Regions from separate parts of the Anas platyrhynchos genome. Here region 1 is linked to region 2. The links are chromatin contacts, called in public Hi-C maps. All regions are on one chromosome and are shown on one strand. The core of a region is the stretch at or near the end of the contact, and the rest is flanking DNA. Distances in the headings are between cores, read along the strand shown.

The links. Hi-C and Micro-C count contacts between places; a contact is called where the count stands out from the background.
Region 1: a contact with region 2 is called in a Hi-C map of small yellow follicle, with 2.3 times the contacts expected there. The contact joins the promoter of CACNA1H here to the enhancer-like site in region 2. A contact is called at or near these places in 2 of 8 Hi-C or Micro-C datasets (F5 follicle and small yellow follicle).

The regions. Positions count from the first base shown.
Region 1 is chr15:17,754,474-17,758,719 of IASCAAS_PekinDuck_T2T, reverse strand. CACNA1H (calcium voltage-gated channel subunit alpha1 H) reads left to right here and starts at 2,486. Exons shown (of 35, transcript XM_038186946.2): 1 at 2,486-2,638; 2 at 2,976-3,274. The coding sequence starts at 2,991. LOC139998744 (a long non-coding RNA gene) reads left to right here. Exons shown (of 6, transcript XR_011803608.1): 6 at 1-1,520.
Region 2 is chr15:17,690,665-17,695,150 of IASCAAS_PekinDuck_T2T, reverse strand. All of the region lies in intron 2 of CACNA1H (calcium voltage-gated channel subunit alpha1 H), which reads left to right. Among named protein-coding and RNA genes, the nearest start is that of CACNA1H, 63 kb to the left of the region's middle. Within about 2 kb of position 2,145, at least 3 of the 8 cell types and tissues checked have an H3K27ac peak or open chromatin away from gene starts, as enhancers often do. A contact at or near this core is called in small yellow follicle, where this site is marked.

The DNA of each region.
Region 1 (4,246 bases), core at 1,237-3,736, 63 kb before region 2:
CACCCAGGTGCGTGCCAGTGGGGGATAATTTATCAGGGCCAGCTAAGAGCATTACACATCCCATTAAGTCAGCTGTGACTTTGCAAGCCAAGTGCCCATTCAGGGTGTACTGTGTATCCTCACACCAGTATTGATCTTAAAATTTCTGGTGGCTTATTAATGAAAGCAAGGCTGTGGCCAGATCCTTCTGACTCGTGTAAAGCTGAGGAAGCCTCACTGCTGCCAGCACAGCTGCTGGAAATGAAGCTGGATTATAGGGAGCAAAATCTGCCCTACTCCTTCCAGCCACTACACAGGGTTAGGCAGGAACTATGGGAGGAAGAGAATGCTTTTGCCAACAAAATGTTGTCTCTCTTTTGCCACAACCACCTTTGGAGTTAATCCTGATCCTTTGGAGAACAAGCCAAAACCCCCTCTGAGGCCAGCATCGGGCCTACTTTTTGCCAGGCTTCTTCAAAATCCTCCCTTCTACCACAGAAGTCCTCAGCAGCCATCACTGCACGGAGCTTATTAAGAAGGCTCTTGGCTTTAAATACTCTCTCTCCATCAGGCAACAGGTTAAGACCTGGAAAATGCCAGGCCCTGTGTGCTCTGTCTGGCTCTGGGAAGGATGTCTGCAGCCCACGACAGCTCCGAGCCTCCGCCCGCCGAAGGACAGGAGCTGGAGCTTTGAAGAGGGATTTGTCAGTCGTGGCAGCAGCATCCCCTGACACGGAGCTGGAGGGAAGGCATGGGGGAAAGTTTATTGACTGGGTAGCTTCTGCCGTTGGGAGAGGGTCAAGAGGTGCTGGTGGCTCTCAAAGCTTGGCCTCTCCTCCCGCTTCCCGGTTTAGGAGAGCTCCTTTTGTTCCTGCAGAGGTCATTTTCTTGCGCGAGATAATTTATGAGTGGAAGATGGTTCGCTCAAGGAGAACTACACCAACTCACACACAAATCTTCCCTTCCCACAGTAATTTATGATTTGCCCTAATTAGCTGGTATAAACGTATGGAAACTCCAAGTGCAATCTCTTCTTTGCAACGGTTCACGTTCGCCTCGCAGGCTGTGTCCTGCTTGTCAGAGGCATTGTTTGTTCAATAATAAAATTGCCACATACTGTTAATCACAACCTGCAAACATCTAATAAAACAACCATTGAAAGTGTGTATGTAAAACCATCTCTTCACTAGCCCCATTAGGCTCGGCTCTTTCTGCTTTGAAGGCTGCATGACCTCCCTTTTCAATCAATTCCCAGTTATTAACCATGAAGAATAGCATTGGGAACTGCATTTGCAAATTGAATGTGGTGGGATATAATGAACTCACTCTTTTAAAAGATTCCAGTGGAGGGGAATGTCTCTAGCTAACATTTTTAATCTCTCTTTTCCCCCCTTCCACCTGCAGGACGTGCAGATAGAATTTGCAGAATCTGAAATAACTTAAAAGAATAAAACTTCCTAAGCAGAGTTTAAGGGGACGGTGCCTGTAACGACTTTCTATTATCTGTTTATTCTGATCCCCCCGAGCTAAGCCCTTGAGAAGATTAGCTACTCAGCTAAAAATCACTGCAGTTCGCAGAGCCGATCTTTATTTATTAAAACGCTCCGACCTCTACCTCGGGCTTATACATTTCTTTATTAAAACTAATGAATTAATGCCCCGGAGGCAAGCGGGGGTGGGCGGGGGGTTGGGGCAGCCCCGCAGCCCCCGTGGGAGCGGCGCCGGGCGGGTTCCCACGCGGCAGAGCCCGAGGGGTGGGGGTGGAAATAGTGGGGGGGGGCACAGGGCCAGCAGGGCCCTACCGCCCCCTTAGGGTCCCGGGGGGGTCGCAGCTGCCCCCTTTGGGATACGCGGCCCCGGGGAGCCCGGCGGAGCTGGAGCCTCGCGGCACGGGGCGTGGGACAAAGCCGGAGCCCCCCCAGCGGCATCGTAAAGTCCTGGGGAGGGGGGGGGGGAGGAAAGGGGGTTCTGCCTCCCCCCCCCCCCCAAATGAGGGTGGCTCCCCGGAGGCTGTGGGCGCCCCGCATCGCCCGAACAAAGGCAGGGGGAGGCTCAGCGGTGGGAGGAGGGGGGGCACGGGCAGATGCGGGAGCCCCCCCCCCCTCCTTCCCTCCCCTCCGGGGCTGCCCCGGCTCCTCCCGGCTGCCCGCCCCCGGCGGGCTCCCAGCCCCCTCCGCCCCCGCTTCTCTCCTCCCCTCTCGTCTCCCTCCTCCCCCGGTAAATCCGAAGTTTCCTGTTAAGCACGGGCGAAGCTTTGCAAAGCGGCTGCTGGGGCTGCCCGCTCGCTCCTTGGGATTACCGTCGGGAGAGGCTCGGCTCGGCACGGGCACGGCTCGGGGAAGGGCCCCCGCCCCCGCCGCCACCTCTCCTCCGCCTCCTCCTCTTCTTCTTCCTCCTCCTTCTCCTCCTCCTCCTCCTCCTCCTCCCCAGCCTCCATCCCCGCGGGCGGGCGCCGCACGCCGAGTCCCGGCCCCCCCCCGGCCCCCCCCCCCCACCCGCTGCCTTCGCCTTGCTGGGGGTGTGTGTGGGGGGGTCCGCCGCCTCCCTGCGCCCCCCCCCCCACCACCACCCCAAACCCACAACCCCTCGGCAGCCCGGTCCCATGTGAACCCAAAGGCACGGCTATGCTCCTGGGGGCACCGCGCTCCGCCGAACTAAGGTAGGACCCCCCCCCCCCACGCCTCCTCCTCGCGAACACCCCCCACCCCCCTTTAGCAATACCCATCCCCGAAAATTAAAAGCTGGGAGCGGGGAGGAGAGAGGGAAGGGAGGATGGATGGATTGGGGAAGAGGAGGGGGGGGGGACACACATCAGGTTTTTCAGGGGGGTGGGAGCGGCCGCGCCCCGGTGGCGACTGGACCCCCCCCCCCACCTTCCCCTAGGGGCTGCTTTGTGGCGGCTGTGAGCGCCGGGGCCAGGTGGGAGCCGCGCCCCGCTGCCGGGGGTGGGGGGGTGGCCAGCGGCTCCCCCCTGACCCCCTGCCCTTGCCCCGCAGGTCCTGGCCGCTACCATGAGCGATGGCGAGAGCCGAGAGCCGCGGGCGGCCGGCGGCGAGGTGCGGGTGCCCATCCCCGTGGCGCCCCGCCGCCCCAGCGAGCTGCCGCCGGAGGATGCCGGCTCCGGTCCCGGCGGTTCCCCCGGTGCCGGTGGTTCCCCCGGCCGCGACCCGCCGCCCGAACTGGCCTCCGAGGAGGAGGAGCAGGTGCCGTACCCGGCGCTGGCACCCACCGCTTTCTTCTGCCTCAAGCAAACCACCCGCCCGCGCAGCTGGTGCCTCAGGCTGGTCTGTAACCCATATCCTTTCCCCGGGGGGACAGCACCCCCTCCCATTGCAGGAGACCCCCCCTCTGTACCTGGAGCACCCCCCTGGGGTCTGCATCCCCTGGCTCACCACCCCTGGGATGCTCTGAAGTCCCCAGGGTGTCCCCAGCATCCCCATTCCGTGCTGTCCCGGTCCCAATCTCCTGGGGGGTACAGGGGGTTCTGCCCCCACATCACCCCTATGGGATGCTCAGGGGGTGTGTGCCCACGTTTGCTACCCCTTGGCCTCGGGGGGGGCATGGCACGGACCCAGCATCACCCCCTGGGTTGCAACGGGGCAGGGGGATATGGGGTGTCCTGAGCCGCACCCCCCCCCTGCACCTACATTAGGGAGAAACCCTTCGGCTTCGCATCGCCCTCGGTGGGGCCGGAGGGAGTGACGTTTGGAGCCAGCCTCGTATTTATTTTAGACGCGGTGGGGAATTTCAGACAGGCGCTGCCCCTTCTGCTGTTTATATAAGAGCCGGGAGTGCATGTGCGCCTTCTCGTCGCAGGGAAATGGAGCGGCTTGGAGTTGGCTTTGGAGGGCACATGCCTCGCTCGCCTCGTCCCAAAAAACTCCCCTTGGCTTTTGTTCCTTCCCAACTTGCTGGCAGGGGAGGAGGAGGACGGCCAGACCTCAAAATCTCCCCCTCCCCCGTGTCCTTTACCTAGTTTATTAATGTTAAAGGGAAAAAAAAAAAAAAAAAAAGAGCAGCCTGTTCCTCTCGGTTGTGACATGCGGAAAACTGAATTTTACCCAAAATGCTCGCGCGAAGGCAGAGTTGTCAGTCTGTCTTGGTGATCTTCAAAAAGTGAGCTTTCAGCTGCGCTCCGCACGTCAGCTCGGCAGCATTGACATTGTGCAGATAATTAATGCTTTTACCTATCCCTGCTACCTGCCTGCAGCTTGCTGCCTGTATCCTGCCGCTGCTGTTAAGAGCATTATTTATTAATATGGTTATT
Region 2 (4,486 bases), core at 896-3,395:
CTAGGATACCTGTCATATTTTCCCTTCTGTTTCTACCAGCCCTTGTTTTTATGGGTTGGTAGGTATTTCCAGGGCTATTTCCCATTTCCCATCATTTCTCACCCGTTTTCACAGGGCTGAGCTGCAGATTGCAGAGCACCATTTTGAACCCATTCCGTGTTTCTCCTGAAGGGCTTTTCGTTCTGATGCAGATGCTGTGCTCAGGAAGCGATGTTTAATCATCCCTTGATTGAACAGAAGAGCGAATATGCTCACTTTCGGGTTTTTCTCAGAAGCAGTTACACAATTGATCAAATGATGAGAAACCTCATTTGGCTCAGTGGGAGCATGGTCTTCAGTTGGGAACTTCTTTATGAGGTCCTCTAATGAAGATAGATGATGCTTCTGAATACCTGGAATAGAAAAACATTCAGCTTGCAGGAAGATAATGATTATATTGTTAATTACAAGCCCCAACAAAGCACCTGAAAAAAAAATCAGGACCCTGATGTTGTCTTCCAGTATGTGTGCCTGAGGTTAGTGCCAACAGCTTTCCGTGCCAGCAGTGACCAGAATTATCCCATGTAGGCACACCGACACACAGCCTGCTGGAGGCAGTGGTCCTTGCAGCTCTTCAGAGGGTAAGAGGCAAGAGCAGCATGGAAGGAGCATTAATTAAACAGCGCTTATGAAGTAATTGGCATTAAACATCACTGGAGCTGCCTTGCTGAAGAGTTGTAATTATTGCAGAGCACTGTTGCTGGAGGCTAAACATAAAATACGTTATCAAAGAGCGCAAGCACGGCCCAGAGAAATCACATGTTGGACGGCTTGTCTGGTGAGATGGACTCGGGGAGACACCACCCGGGGTGCTCCCAGGCTGCCCCTGCCACTTCCCAGCTCTCCTGGGCAGAGGTTGGGAGCAGGGAGCTGATGCTGCTCCTGGGGTTTTCCTTTAGGAGCTACCGCAACCACCCGGGGGCTTTCTGGGACCAATGGGTACTGATGAACAGGGGGAAAATCATGAAATCCTGGTAAACAGGCAGAGGGGAAGACTCAGGGATTCCCTGAAGAATTTAGGGATGATTTAGTTAGAAGAAAGGCTTTAAGTAAATCCATGTTGGGTTCTCCAGCATCCGCACGTCCAGCTGGATGGGCAGCTCTGGACAATGGCTGTAGCACTGTGGTAGTCTCTTCTGCAGGATGCTGATTGAGATGGTTCTCTAAAACCTATAATTGTATTAAGCACGGAGGGGGAAAATCGGTTTTCATAAACAGGAGACCACCGTTGGAGCAGCAGGCTCTGGCTCTGCAGCACCCCAGCACTTCATTTCTCCATGGCCACTTCCAGAATAATCACAAACTGCTCAGTGTGAATCAGGCCATCGACATCCGTGAAGCAGGTTCTGGCAGCTTGTAATTTGGGGTGGTTTAATGGCAAGGGCCTGTTCTCCAGGAGCAGCACTCACATCATCACTGCCATATGTGGTTCCCACTCCTCTGCTATCTTTTAGGGCTTTCCTGCGCTCCCCAGCCTCCGCCCTTCCCCAGGGAATTCCTCAGCTGTTTTTTAGCTGTTTCTTATAGCTTTTGGACATTGCTGTCTGGGTTGGGAGGGCTCTGCAGGTATTGCTTCCTTTTTGCCTTTTTTATGGCTGGGCAAAGCTGTTGGATCAGCTGTGGGTCGGGGACAGCCGAGTGCCAGGCACAGCGGTGCCCGGGTCGGGAGGGAGTGGTGAATCGAACGGCTCGAGATGCTTGGCTGGCTTTTGTGAGCCTGATATCGCTCATGTGTTCGGGAGACCGATTCCCAAGGTTTACAAAACAAAGCTCATCAGAGGTGCATAATTAGGGAAAGGCTGGAAGAATCAATCTCATCTCCATAGGCTCAAGCCCTAACAAGCCCCGGTGCTCCCTACACCACTGCTGGTTTCTGTGCCGAGCTCAGCCTGAGCTGGTGAACAAGGACCTGCCTCCCTCGCCTCCCCTTCCCTCCTCCTCGCACCCTGAACTTTAATCTACCAGGAGGCCTATTTGCAATGGCTGTTAAATTTGTTTTTAACTTGCTCTGCTTTTTTTTTTTTTCCCTGTATCCGAGGGCACCCTGCTCTTAGCCACGCGCACTAACAGCTTGTTATTGCTGCTTATCAGGCTGTGTCCCTCTGGCTCCGCTGCTTTTCTTTTCGTGATGGGGACACGAACCTCAGCTGTTCTGAGAAGATTCTTTACTTTGTCTACAAAGTTCTCCAAATCCCACAAACCTGCAGCCTCCTCACCCTCCCTGGGGGGAACAGGGCATGAAGCCATGGCATGACAGGAGATGGATGCTGTGCCGTGGGAAGGAGCTTGTGCTGCTCGGGCACATTTCTGATCTGTGTACCTCGCAGGTCTTCCTTACTTCGATTTTTGAGGTGCTAAAGGCTTATTTAAGTAGAGGGAAAAAAAAGCAGCACCAATAATTGTTGTCATCTGGCTGTGTGTGAGGTTTTAATTAAGTACCCACCACTGTTCCTATTAGCTGCTTCTCTCGTTAGTTCAGCAGTCTTCCAAGGCTGCTGTCGGTACCGAAGGTGCTCCCTGGTGTTTCTAGAACTCCTGCAAGATTCAAGCAAAGGCAAAAGCTGTCCCTTTTGGGTCTGCCAAGCCCAGTGTCCCAGTCCGACGCCCTTTTTAAGGAGAAAGTGGTGCTGGGGGGGAAGTCCTGACAAAATACCTAATTTGAGAGTAACAAATTGATCCGGGCAGACACGTTGCGTTCATGCGTGTTCCCAAACCTGAGCTGCGCAGGGGGAGCCGCCTGACTTGGCTTCAACTTTGGTGCGTGTTTGTGGGAAACAAAAGCGTGTGTGTGTGTGTGTGTGTGTGCAAGGAGGGGAGCCCAGCCTGATGCCTCCTGGGCACCGTTTGCTTCTCGCAGACCAGTTATCACGAGAGCGAGCTGCAGTCCTGCTGCACGTGTTGGGCTGGGAGGGGAACCGTGAGCAGCGCCTTGTGAGGCAGCTGAGAAGCACAAGTGGCTGCTCACATCATGATGTAGGCTTCCTTGCAGTTTTCTCTTGCTGCAGTTTAGGGGGAGAGCTGTGCTCTTTTCTGGGGGGATCGGGGTTTTCTGGGCTTGCGTGGTGCGTTTGCCTTTGGTGGGGCATCTTCATGACTCAGGAGGTGCCTCCTTCTCCTGCCATCCCCACCGCACTCCTCCAGTGCTAGAGGAGAGATGTTTGTTTGTTTTTCTGAGCTGCTTAAGCCTGGTTTTTAATTTGTTTGCATAAAAAGCTAGTATCAGCTCCTCAAATAAGCCTGTTCCTCAGAGACCTCGCAGTCAGCCTCATCACAGGCACTCCAGATAGGATGGAGTTGGTCGCGGTGGTTTTCTTGTCACGGAAATTCGCAGCCCAAAGGAAAGGAGTCTAGGCAGTGAACATTTCAGGTTTTCAGGCAAAAACGCTGACTGTAAGAAACCTGAGCCCCCAAACATCACGCAGAACCAATTGAAAATGGTTTCACATTTTTCAAGTGAGTAATGATGCTCTTCGCTGAGGAGGAAGCTCATCACGTAGGTTTTTGTTTCACGGACAAACCCGCTTCTCCCTCATTTGGGTAAAAGCTGCCTCAGAAAATGTATGACCTTTGCTATGATGAGAGCTGAGCTACTGAAGGGCAAACTCCTTGTAATAAAGAAAGAGGGGAAATAAGGATGGAAACAATACAATACGTCAGTTATCAGTTTAGGACAGTGGGAAGAAGCCCATCCTGAAGTATGAGGTGCATATATGGGCTATATGTATAATGAGGTTTGTGACCCATAGGAGTGACTCTAACCACACTGAGGGTTCTTAAGAAGAGTCCTTGCCTTGTTCCTGGGCTGGGTTCTCCTGGGTTAACATTTCACAGGGGAAGCGATGGGTAAATCAGTTCTCCATCACTGCTGCTGCTTTCTGCCACCGAGCACATTCGCATTCCCGGTGTCGAGCACAGAGATAACTGCAAAGCTGTTCTGGGCTTGTTTAGCAAAATGAAATTATATCTCCCTCAGCCTTTGAGGGAAAGCCATGTCACTAGTCAAGTATAAAGGATTGCTGACCCTTGTTGCTGAGATAAGGGTATAATATCAGGCTCTTTTCTTCCCTCTTCTCCCTGCTCGACAAAAGTTAGGAGTGTGCCTGCCTAAAGACACAAATCAAAGTCCATCGCTTTTACCTTGAGTCAGATAACACCACCAAGACTGGTTTGCAGGAGCCCCTAGGACCCTATTATCCTCCTGACTCCAGCCCCCAGTGCCAGCATGAGGAAGGGCTGGGGTGAAGCTGGTGCATGGGTGGATGAAGGTGGCCAAATCCTGGCAGGAAACCTACAGTTTTCCTTCCAGCGGGTGGAAGGAATGCCACCAGCCTGGCAGGAGCTGCTTTCATCTGCACAGACACTGGTGACCCTTTTGGAAACTCTGCTGGGGAGAAGAAAATAATATAATAAGAACGTGACAGCGAGGTGGAAAGGTAAAGCAATGAGT